Regions from separate parts of the Macaca mulatta genome. Here region 1 is linked to region 2. The links are chromatin contacts, called in public Hi-C maps. All regions are on one chromosome and are shown on one strand. The core of a region is the stretch at or near the end of the contact, and the rest is flanking DNA. Distances in the headings are between cores, read along the strand shown. Region 1 holds the start of PSMD11 (proteasome 26S subunit, non-ATPase 11). Region 2 holds the start of C16H17orf75 (chromosome 16 C17orf75 homolog).

Evidence for each region. Hi-C and Micro-C count contacts between places; a contact is called where the count stands out from the background.
Region 1: a contact with region 2 is called in a Hi-C map of blood, with 2.7 times the contacts expected there. The contact joins the promoter of PSMD11 here to the promoter of C16H17orf75 in region 2. A contact is called at or near these places in 2 of 14 Hi-C or Micro-C datasets (blood and cortical neurons).

The regions. Positions count from the first base shown.
Region 1 is chr16:42,003,486-42,009,408 of T2T-MMU8v2.0, forward strand. PSMD11 (proteasome 26S subunit, non-ATPase 11) reads left to right here and starts at 2,207. Exons shown (of 14, transcript XM_015119044.3): 1 at 2,207-2,311; 2 at 4,661-4,762. The coding sequence starts at 2,221.
Region 2 is chr16:41,909,258-41,915,925 of T2T-MMU8v2.0, forward strand. C16H17orf75 (chromosome 16 C17orf75 homolog) reads right to left here and starts at 4,500. Exons shown (of 10, transcript NM_001257907.1): 1 at 4,330-4,500; 2 at 3,530-3,610; 3 at 2,146-2,271; 4 at 552-695; 5 at 241-298. The coding sequence starts at 4,469. It also overlaps the pseudogene LOC144335560.

The sequences.
Region 1 (5,923 bases), core at 957-3,456, 92 kb after region 2:
GACCTTGTGATCCGCCCGCCTCGGCCTCCCAAAGTGCTGGGATTACAGGCGTGAGCCACCGCGCGCGGCCTGGTCTACCTTTTCAGCATCCTCTTGGCTCATAAGAACCTTACCATGTCAAACACAGGAGTGGAAGCTACCCTATTGTTGTCTTTTCTCCTGGTCCTATTGTAGAGTGTGCCAGCCAGCTTCCCTAATTCATAATTCTGCAGGCTAGAAGTGGGTGACCATCTTCATGAATGTGCACACATGCCAAATTCCTCAAGAGACATGTCTAGTTCATCTCAAAACTTTCACCATGATGATCATACAGGGATGGGCTCATAAGTTTCCACAGTCAGCAAGACTCACTAGCTTGGGAGAAAGATCTGGCAGACACTCCTAGTCTTTTACAGTGGGGGTCCCTAACCCTGGGCCAAGGACCACTACTGGTCAGTGGCATGTTAGGAACCAGGCCGCCCAGCAAGAGGTGAGTGGCTGGGGAGCCAGCATTACGCCTGAGCTTCGCCCCCTGTCAGATTAGCTGCAACATTAGATTCTCATAGGAGGCAAACTCTATTGTGAACTGAGCATACCAGGGATTTAGGTTGCCTGCTTCTTATGAGAATCTAATGCCTGATGATCTGAGGTGGACCAGTTTCATCCCGAAACCATCCCCCCTCCTCACATCTGTGGAAAAACTGTCTTCCACCAAACTGGTCCCTGGTGCCAGAAATGTTGGGGTTTGCTGTTTTATGGTTCCCCCTCTTTGTAGTGAGACCAGCAATCTATCCTCTCCTACGATTTCTTCTAAAGCCTCCCCCCTCAGCCTCCCAAGTAGCTGAGACTACAGGCGTGCACCACCATGCCTGGCTAATTTTTGTATTTTTAGTAGAGGTGGGGGATTTCTCTATGTTGCCCAGGCTGGTCTTGAACTCCTGGGCTCAAGCGATCTGCCCACCTTGCCCTCCCAAAGTGCTGGGATTACAGGCGTGAGCCACCGCATCCTGCTAGAAGCCACTTAATCCAACTCTCCATCAAAGTCATGAATACTGTTTACAACAACCTGATGAGATGTCATCTACTTTTCACGTGAACACACCCAGGAATTAGGAGGGCATTCCTTAACCGGCAGCTCTCAGCTTTCCCAATCAGGATTTGAGCTTCACCAAATAACTCAAACCCCCTGTTTCCTCACATACTAAAGGGGAGTAAACATCTTCTTTACAGAACATCGTTGGGAGAATAAAAGGAGATAGAGGAATATAAATGGCCTAATCCACTTACAGAAGAGCGTGTGCAATGTTAGTCCCCTTTATGCGTCCTTTTATGGGACAGCACATTCCATTTTTGGATCGTCATCGCCTAGAGAAAGGTCTTCCTTATACCGAATTGTCTTTGTACCCTTTTAGCATCTTTCTTAAGTTTAACCCTAAGTGGTCTCATAGAATGTCATTTTTCCGTCCACACGACGTCTTCACTGATATCTGTGACTTTAGTTGAAGGGACTGAAGATATTGGGAAGAATAATTCAATTTCTCTTTTTCTTTCTTCCTTTTTTTTTTTTTTTGAGCTGGGGAGCTGGGTGAGGCTTCTGTGGATTCCCAAGAGGTGTTTGTGGCGTGAATGGAGCAAAGGTGATGTTTCATTTCATCACGTCCAGCACTGTCCCAAGGTTAAGTGGGCGCGTGAGAAGGACAGTTTTCTCCGGTTCTGGCGGGTTTGCCCTCCTGCCGGCTAGCGTTCTGCGGGAGTCAAGCCTGGAAAGCGTGTGTGCGGCGTACAGGCGTCAGACACTGGAACGCATTCGAATGGTGCTATTCTTTGTCTGCCACATAGCGAGCACTTTATAAGGTCACTTATAGTCCTGAATGAATGGTTAAATCGTGGAAGCCGCAAAGAAAGCCACACAGCTTTGACTGAAGACCTAGCTCGGTACTCAAGAATCCCTCTCAGGGGTGCGCGAGCGGGGCCGGAATCAAGAAGCCTCTTTTGGGGTGGGCGGGGACCGATCTTGAGCTCCCACTGCGGGGCACCGCCTCTTTTCCTCGCCGGCCGCCCGCTAGGCGGCGCTGGGGAGCTTGCAGCCCACGGGCGAGGCGCTCCGAGAGACTACAACTCCCGGAGTGCTCTGGGAACGGAGCCGCGGGAGCTACAGGCGGAGGGACGCGAGGGCGGGCTTTCCGGGTGTGTGTTTCCGGCGTCGGCGGCCGCGGCCGGGGACGGTGTGAGAGCAGTAAGATGGCGGCGGCGGCAGTGGTGGAGTTCCAGAGAGCCCAGTCTCTGCTCAGCACCGACCGGGAGGCCTCCATCGACATCCTCCACTCCATCGGTAAAGGTCGCCGCGCCGTCTCCCCGGCCCCGCCGGCCCAGCTCGGCTTATGTCGGTCGGCGGCAGCGGAGAGGGGCCGGGCTAGCCGGCTCTGGTGCTGCTGACTCACTGTGTGTGTGAGGGGGGCCGGGCTGGGGGCGCAGGCCGCTCGGAGCTCCCCAGAGCCCCCCGGGTCTCACTCTTGTGGGAGGGCTTGAGGCAATCCCCAGGTCCCGTCGCCGGCTGCTGACTCACGGGGGGCTTAGCGTAGGGTGGGAGAGTGGGCCGAGCCGGGCCCCCACCCCTCCCTAGCTGTGTCCCCGGCTCTGGCCCGCACGAGCTGGTCTGGGACCCGGAGTAGTGCCGGCCGGCGTGCTTGTCACGGACTGGTCCTAGAGTCTCTAGTTGAAAGGCCTTGGCGAAACCAGCTCAGGACAGGCATTTCCCGCCGTTGTAATCAGCACAGTCTGCTCCGGGTGGGAGCGCGAGCGCTTGCTCTTCTCTGGGAGTTTCCTTCCATGGGACGCTGGGAGCTGCTACTCCCCAGCCCCACGGCGGAAAGCTCCACTAAGAGGAGGGTCTCTTTCAGAATGTGGGAAATTCAGGGGTGACACACACCTCAGGTTGGCATTTGGTTTGTGGAGGTGGCCGAGACGCTCATCTGCCTTGTGTAGGGTGTAAGAGTGAGGTGTTGGAGCGGGACCGCCGGGCTAGAGGAGGTGACTAATCTTTCCAGACTCCCTGTAGGGATTGGAAGTGAGTTAAGGGAGTTAGTTGTCAGCCGCAGAGTTCAGGGAATTCTTTGGAACGGGTCGGCTGCATGTTGCCGGAAAAATTAAAATTTTCTTAGCATTGTAATATGATGGTCTTACACCTGCACACAACAGGAAAACTGAAATGACAACCCCAGCCAGTCGTTTCCTGCAGCTTTCTGTTGGGATTCAAGTGTGAACAGAAATTTATGACAGAGGAAGACTTAAATGTTCACTCATAAAGGATTCAGTTAGGGCTTGGACCAGCTCTTCACTGTACATGTAATGGGATCTTTTTAGTGTAGCTTGGGAAGATTTGAATTAGCTCAACAAGTAGTATGAGAATGCACCTGTATGTGGGACTTGCAAGATGTTGGCATTTGACATAGTGTGTTGAATTTTGGTATTCCAGACCTGCACGGAGAAAGGACAATGACAAGATCTTGATACTTTATCATTGGGGATACTAGAGAAGGAGAGGAGGTGGGCGTCAAGATGTATCTTTGAGCGATATTGGTAAAAGGTGTTTCTTTTGAAAAGTTCTGATCTTGACTTAGGTCAGTTGCTTCTACGGAACCAGAGTCATCTCATTCACCGTTACATGGGTATTTTATTCTGAGTACACATTATTATTTAGAACTAATGTGAGGAGCATGAATTTTAATTGTCTGTGCCTAGTGCCTAATATTTTGTCTTTCATAAAGTAGAAATTATGTTAAACATTACAATTAGAGTATTTCCTGTTGGCCCACTATTCTAGGGGAGAGTTCCCTGAAAGCTTCACTGTTAGAGCAAGCTTGAGTCATCATGGTTGACGGCCTTACTTTTTCTGGACTCCATCATGGAGTATCAAAATCTTGGTTTTTGTCAAGTCATGATGCTTTCTTTGTAAGAGTAGTGGTAACCAGTGATGATCACTACAAACTTGGAGAGGCTATTCCATGCTTGCATGTTAAAATAGTTATTAGCTGTTGAAAATAGGACAGATAGCACAAAGTTATTTTAACAGACCTCAGTGCATTAAAAAGCAGCAGTGTCTCCTAAGTGTAGCTGTGCAGGATCACACTGGGGCTTTGATAGGGTTGTTTTTCTTGAATGGCTTTATAGACCTGCTTATCCCTAACACACCCATCAGCTGAGGCTTTGCACAGACATAAAGTTTATTGAAAGGCTTTTGACTTACAGGCATCAATAACTTGGTCAATTGATTTTGGTTTGTGGCATAAATGCACAGGCATGTTTAATATCTTCACATAACATAGTGACTGGCATAGATCTTGGCACCATAAGTATGAATGATTTGTTTTGTTTTAATTTTGCTTTAACCAAGTGACCACAACGGAAACTTAGTGTATATAGGTAAGCAAAAATCTGGTGGGTAGAATGAAAAGGCACATTTAAAATCAAAGAGAAGAATCCTGTTTTTTATGATTTACATGGAACATATTCTATGTATATATTATCTTTTTTTTTTCCTGACTTAGAGTTTTTTTTAACTCTAGAATTTGTCTTTTGGTAAATATGTTTGAGTTTGTAATGGATCTTATGAGGGTGAAATTTCCCTCAGTCTTCATTTTTTGGTAAGAATTTTAAGAGGGTTTGCATTTTCCTCTCCTAGTGAAGCGTGACATTCAGGAAAACGATGAGGAGGCAGTGCAAGTCAAAGAGCAGAGCATCCTGGAACTGGGATCTCTCCTGGCAAAGACTGGACAAGCTGCAGGTAAGTGCTACACATGGATTGTACCTGAAATGCTGAGTGAAATTCCCGTCTTTTGTTGGAGTGAAGAATCATGGGACTGATCCACAAACTGAATTCAACTTTATTTTCTTGGCAACTTGTTGAGTTTCAGTTTTTTACCAGGCAATTAAGTGGCCTTTAAACTCAGTTCTTTCATGGTAGTTTAGTTTTGCAAATGAGAGACAATCTTATTTTTGTTGGGATATAGTGATTTCTGATTTGTTTCTGGTTTTTGAATTCTCACTGTATTCCCTCACATAGAGGCAGCAACAGTCTTCAATAATTTCACTGAGCAACTCTGATGTATTTAAGATAGATAACAACTTTAAGCGCCAGATTCAAAAATGACAAAGGATTTTGTATACAAGTGACTCACTGTCGTTTTTTTCTGATTGATTAAGAATAAGAATAAGACATTAAATGGAGTCTTCCTAAGACTTCTCCATTTGTACCTAGGACTTTGTGCACATCATTGCTCAGACATTCTAGTTGTAATTAAACCATTGACTGATTAGATTTGACATAATATTCTGATGATGGGTGTGTCCTTGGAATGAGAAGGGAGTCCTTTTGATCAGGAAGGACCTTTTACCAGTAAAGTGGTAATAGTATTTAAAGAGAAGTCTGTTTAACTTCAAATGGGTGGTTTTTGTTAAGTTTAAAGTGAATTTAGAGCTCATTTGATTAAATTGGATTAAGATCTGTTAAGTGACCTCATGAGTTATTTCCCCTAAAATTATGTTGTTTAAGAGAATAATGGGGGTTAGTTGGCACAACTTCTTGAACTTGAGAGCTAAAGATGTTTTTCTTATTTCAAAACGGGGTCTCACTGTGTCACCCAGGCTGGAGTGCAGTGGCGCGATCTGGGCTCACTGCAACCTCTGCCCCTTGGGTTCAAGCGATTCTCCTGCCTCAGCCTCTGGAATAGCTGGAATTACAGGCGCGCGCTACCACGCCTGGCTAATTTTTGTATTTTTAATAGGGACGGGGTTTCACCATGTTCATCAGGCTGGTCTCGAACTCCTGACCTCATGATCCACCCACCTTGGCCTCCCAAAGTGCTGGGATTCCAGGCGTGAGCCATTGTGCCCAGCCAGTGATTTTTTTCAATTAAAGATCACTAACTTATTATTAGGCGCAGTC
Region 2 (6,668 bases), core at 3,250-5,749:
CCGGGTTCAAGTGATTCGCCTGCCTCAGCCTCCTGAGTAGCTGGGATTACAGGCACCCGCTACCATGCCCGGCTAATTTTTCCATTTTTAGTAGAGTCGAGGTTTCATCATATTGACCAGGCTGGTCTCTGACCTTGTGATCTGCCCACCTCGGCCTCCCGAAGTGCTGGGATTACAGGTGTGAGCCACTGAGCCTGGCCCCATTTCAGTCTTTAAAAACCATTAAGTCAGTCACCTTACCTCACAATTCATGTTATTTTTCAGCCCTTGAACGTACTTGTCCAATTCAAGCCTGAAAGTATGTTCTTAAGGAAGCAATAAAGGATGAATAATGAAGACAGTATTTTGTCTCTCAACGAGAAATATAAAATCTCTCAAATAATGTGAGCTGCAAATGCAAGCAAGCCAAGGCAAAATGGCCACATGAAGGTATGAAATTCAACTAAATACACGAGGAGTAGAAAAGCTTTTTGGAGGTTGGTAGTAATAGTCTTCCACCTGCCTTCCCATGTTTTTCTTCCTGATGTTCTCAAAAACCAAAGAAAGGATATAGCTCAAGTCCTTTTTCAGACCCTCCTAAAAAACAGACCACATATTCTGAAGGGTTATGTTCAGAGTCTGTCATTACTGTTTCAGGAAGCAATTTTTCATTTTGGAAAAGGCAGTAATAACAACCAACTCGGTAACCTGGAATTCTAGAAAAGAAAGAAAATGCAAAATGCATTATTTTGGTTACTCATGCATCTATAATTTTGTGGACTGCTCTGAATTTCGGTCATCTTGATCTGGCAACACCATTAAACTGCCCACTAACTCAGAGATTCCCAGACTTCTTGTTGGTGTGCTTGTAGCAGCAAAGAAAAACGAATGTATACCCTGGAGGGCTTTAGTTAAAGCAGCCACTACCATACATGAAATTTCTTTGAATTCTCCTGTCTTACGTGAAGAATTCACACAAATTTCACTCTAGTTCATACCCACGTTTATATTTTTAAAAAAAGCATGTTCTCCCCTCTCCCAAACTTTTACAAATTGATGTTTCAGGCAGATGTGCCTGAAGGTGGCCTCATCCTTGGGATGTGGCCTCAAACTCCTGAGGGAACCTGTATGCTAACTTCACGGCCTGAGTTGAACTATAATTAAGAGGTGTAATGGAGGCTGGACGTGGTGGCTCACACCTGTAATCCCAGCACTTTGGGAGGCCAAGGCAAGTGAATCACCTGAGGTCAGGAGTATGAGACCAGCCTGGCCAACATGGTGAAATCCCATCTCTACTAAAAATATAAAAAGTAGCCAGGTGTGGTGGTGCATGCCTGTAATCCCAGCTATTCGGGATGCTGAGGCAGGAGAATTGCTTGAACTAGGGAGGTGGAGGTTGCAGTGAGCCAAGATCAGACTACTGTACTCCAGCCTGGGCAACAGAATGAATCTCTGTTTAAAAAAAAGAAAAAAAAAAAAAATAGAGGTGTAATGGAAAGACAGTTGGAATTGAACTAAGAATGCTCATGTTTAAGCCTGAACTCCATCAATTTGACCAGCCTCATGACCTGAGCTTACATAAACTTCTCTGAGTTTATTTCCTCATCTGAAAATGAAAATAAAAGTACCTGCTATATTTCCCCTTTGTAAGGAAAACTACAAAAGTTTGTGAAAATACTTTAGAAACTGTATACAAATTTAGTTTTAATAATCAACTCTTTCTTCTAAGTACAAAACTTACTAGTCTGGGCAACATAGTGGGATGCCATTTCTACAAAAAAAAAAATTTAAAAATTAGTTGGGCATAGTTGTGCCTGCCTGCAGTCCCAGATACTTGGGAGGCTGAGGTGAGAGGATTGCTTAAGCCCAGGAGTCAAGGCTGCAGTGAGCTGTAATCACGCCACTGCACTCCAGCTTGGGCAACAAAGCAAGACCTTGTCTCAAAAAAATAAGCTAATTAAATAAAGTGCAATTGCGTGCCAGGGTCTCTGCCATTCAATTAATTCCATTCCACAAATGTTTATGTGTGAGGCCCAGTGCTCGGGCTGCCAGAGAACAAAGACAAATTCTGCAGGTCTAGTAGGAGCTGATCTTTTGGAGTTTCTCATCACTTCTCATATTTAGTTCAGAAACAAAAACTCAGGACACAGCACATTTTGCACTTACTTCAGCTCCACAGATGCAACATTACCCAGCCCTTCAAAGACTGCACCTTTTGAAAGACGCTTAGCAATAAAACTGCGCAGCTCTGGCTCCACTTCGGATGGTAGATTAGTATCCGCCAAGGAGAGGCTTGACAAATGAAAGACACACATTCTTTACCAGTGGACTAGTGTATTCACACCCATTAAGTCAGACAGAATGGTACCAAAGCCAGGGGCTCTTTTAAGGACGGGGGAAAGCTGTCCTTATAAATCCTATTGGTGAAGCTCCTAGGAATGTATGTCACTAAGTATGATCTACCTCATCAAATAGCTTAAAATATTCCTATCTTTCCAGCTCATTCTCTCCAGTACTGTGACTCCACTGGAACCCCCAATCCACTGACCCTACCTCTTTTTCACAGTCTCTCAAGTTTCTCATCTCATTTCCCTCCTTATTCCACCTTAATTCCATGGTCAGTCATTATAATCACACCCCTGCACACATTCTTATCTTTTTTATCTTTCAACTTCATTGAGGTATAATTGATGATTTAAAATTTTCAGGGCTGGGACCGGGCGCAGTGGCTCATGCCTATAATCCCAGCACTTTGGGAGGTTGAGGTGGGTGGACCACGAGGTCAGGAGATTGAGATCATCCTGGCTAACACAGTGAAACCCGTCTCTACTAAAAAAATACAAAAAAATTAGCCAGGCATGGTGGTGGGTGCCGGTAGTCCCAGCTACTCGGGAGGCTGAGGCAGAAGAATGGCCTGAACCCGGGAGGCGGAGCTTGCAGTGAGCCGAGATCGTGCCACTGCACTCCAGCCTGGCCAACAGAGGGAGACTGTCTCAAAAAACAACAACAACAACAACAAAAATTTCAGGACTGGGCAAGGTGGCTCATGCCTGTAATCCCAACACTTTGGGAGGCAGAAGTGGGCAGATCACTTCAGTCCAGGAGTTCAAGACTAGACTGGGCAACATGGCGTATTTCTCTATCAGAAATACAAAAATTAGCCAGGCGTGGCGGTCAGTAGTCCCAGATACTGGGGAGGCTGTAGTGAGAGGATCACCTGAGGCTGGGGAGGTTGATGCTGCAGCGAGCCAAGATCATGCCACTGCACTCCAACCTGGGCAGCAGAGCAAGACCCGGTCTCAATTTAAAAGGAAAAAAAAAAGGATTTCTTTCTAGCTAATCACCAAGCACAAGTATGTGGATTTGTTTGTCCCAGCCTTGAATGAACCAGCCAATGAGGAAATCAGGATGAGGTTCCTAGGGGACAGGAGGAATTGATGGTTTGACTCAGGGAAAGCTCAGTGGAAGTAGAGTACCCACTGACATGCACAGGCCAGAGATACAGGGAAGATAAAAGCACATGCATGAATTACAGTGAAGCTCTTTTTACCTGAAATCATCACCAGAGGGAGTTTCTGCATTTGTGCCACTTGGGCTTCCGTCATCACTGTCCCCTCGTTGCTGTGCCAATCTGCAAGCCACAAAACCAATAGTGCTATCAATTGTGGGCTCTAAACCAAGAGGCGTATGGGGGCCTTGCAAGCAGGGTAAGGCAAGGAGTCAACTAAAAATGCTGCAAGGTGGAAGTGCACTGCCTATCCTCATGACAAGGAAAACCCATACAGCAGTGCTGACAAGAGCCCCTTCTCTCTCCAGGCCACCTAAGGGATGGAGGAAAGGCTAAATACCCAGAAGGTTCAAGGAGACTCCTTTAAAAACCAAACTTGACAGGGCCAAGAAGGTTCCAGGAAAGTCAGTCAGGAGAAGGGAAAAGAGGAAGCAAGAACAGAGGAAAACCAGAGGGTGGGGACGGGGGTGTGTGTGACAGAAATGGGAGAAAGTGGGGAGATAATGACAGAAAGGAGAGGGGACGGGAACTGAAATTATTGAGCGTGCGGGGCACTGCGCTAAACAAAGGGCAGCCGCAGAGTAAGGAGCTGGGATGATATAGGGGCAGATGAAGGGCACAGGCATAGTTGGGCCAGGCATACAAGTCCACGATGGGGGCTGGGAAGAGCAGCGTGAGGCAAGGAGCGCCCTTCAGGCCAGAGACCTTGGCTGGGAGAGGAGAAGATGGCTTTTAGGAGCGGCCGGGCCGCCGGGCCGGGGGTGGGGTGCAAGGCCGGGCGGCGGGCCGGGGGCGGGGCCGCAGGGGCAGGCGGGCTGGCAGGCCGAGCTGGGCGCCAGCACCTGCTTCCGCGGTAGCTGTAAAGACAGTAGTGGCTGCTGGACGGCGGCTCGAGTCTCCGCTCCTCGGCTGAGCCTCCCTCCTCGCTACTCTCTAGCTCCTTTTCATCTCCATCCAGCGATTCCTGCAAGGAGGGGAGCATCGCGACGGCCTCTGGGTGGCCCTGTGTCTCCGCCAAACCGCTCCCCTGCTGCCGTGCAGCCGTCAGTATCCGGGCTCGTCCGGCTCCCGGCTCTCGCACACCTGCGTTCCGCTGGTTTTCCCGGGTTCGCAGGCAAAGACTGCCCTGGAAAGGGAGGCTTTTCACCCCACAGGGGCTGACAGGCGTACTGAGTTCGCCTTTACTGAAAAACTTTTACCATTTATTTTGAACTTATTTTCCTTTGAGTCGTCTAGGAAACTTACTATGTGATGAGGGTGGCACAACTGCCTAGCCACATGGAAAAGAATAAGGCTACTTGTCTGCCTCCTTGTTCGCGTGCCAGCACGCACAGACACCCGTTCGATAAAAAAGTTAAGAATTTAAAATGAATTTTGTTAAAGTGAAAATATGGGATAATGTTAATTCTTGAAGTTAAGGAGGTCTTTCCAAACATAATAAAACAGAAATCATACAGGAAAACGTTTTAAAAATCTGACTATGTAAAAACTAAAAGGCCGGTCACGGTGGCTCACGCCTGTAATCCCAGTGCTTTGGGAGACCGACGCAGGCGGATCACTTGAGGTCAGGAGTTCAAGACCAGCCTGGGCAACATGGTGAAACTCTGTCTCTACCAAAAGTACAAAAAATTAGCCAGGCGTGGTGGTTCACGCCTGTAATCCCAGCAGCCCTTCCAGTCTCTGCCCATTACCCAGTTCTAACACCAATTCACATTTTCAGGTGTTTGTTTCTGCAACACCCTATTCTCCAGTACCAGTTTTCTGTCTCAGTTCATTTTATGATGTTATAAAAGGATACCAAAGAGTGGGCAATTTATAATCACCTCTTAAAGGCCCCACTTCTTAATAGTCTTACAATGGCAGTTAAATTTCAACATGAATTTGGGAGTGGACAAACACTTAAACCATAGCACCACGTGAAGGAGGAGGCAGACTGCAGTGATGTGTCTACAAACCAAGGAATGTCAGGGATTAATGGTCATCACCAGAAGCTAGGAGAGGACATGGAACAGATTCTCCACTAGAGGCTTCAAGAGAGTATGTCCCCACCAGCACCTCCATGTCAACTTCTAGCATCCAGAACTGTGAAACAATACATTTCCATTGTTTTAAGCCACCGTGTGTGTGCATGTGTTTTGTATTTTTTTTTAGTAGTACAAACTTTATTCATAAATAAAACTTCATAAAGTTAAAAGCAGGGGCAGTTCCTACTTTAAAAAGGGAATACTGGAAGGCAGCCTGCCATTTTATTTAAAATTACAAGTTAGGTTTTTCAGATGGATAACAGTTGAGATCATTAAATCCCCTTCCTGCTTCTCAGATTTTCACAAAATAGCACATTAAATCCTCAGTCCTAAGCAATCCCAGCAGAGATTCCAAATTGCCTCTCAATATCAAAGTGGATAGCACAGTTTCTTCTCTTGCAATAAGGGTACTCATTTGATGAACAAGGGAGTATAGCAGTCACATTCTTTTTTTTTTTTTTTTTTTTTTTTTTTTTTTTTTTTTTGAGACGGAGTCTCACGCTGTTGCCCAGGCTGGAGTGCAGTGGCGCGGTCTCGGCTCACTGCAAGCTCCGCCTCCCGGGTTCCCGCCATTCTCCTGCCTCAGCCTCCTGAGTAGCTGGGACTACAGGCGCCCGCCACCGCGCCCGGCTAATTTTTTGTATTTTTAGTAGAGACGGGGTTTCACTGTGGTCTCGATCTCCTGACCTTGTGATCCGCCCGCCTCGGCCTCCCAAAGTGCTGGGATTACAGGCTTGAGCCACCGTGCCCGGCCAGCAGTCACATTCTTAAAAGATTGTGTTGCAGAAGTTACTGCCATGTCTTCATTCACAATGTGTATCCTCACCTCTATCTCCCATTTAGTAACATTGTCAGTTTCCTTATCTCTCATTTCAACTACATTTAAAAGAGGATTCTAATTGCGGACAACACACGACAGAGGCATTTCAGATCGGACAGTAGTCTCTTGAGATACACTTGATTTTAGTTTTAAGCAGAACTTCCTGGAGAGGTTAAGTTACAATACCACAGTCACGAGGATGGTAGAAAAACTCATAGTAGATATTTGGCAAAACATAGGTTACAAGGCAACCACCTCCTAGAAACACTTCATCGGGGTTCATATACAAATTGTGAAATATCATGGGTTTAATCCTGGCACAGAACCAAAACTGGGT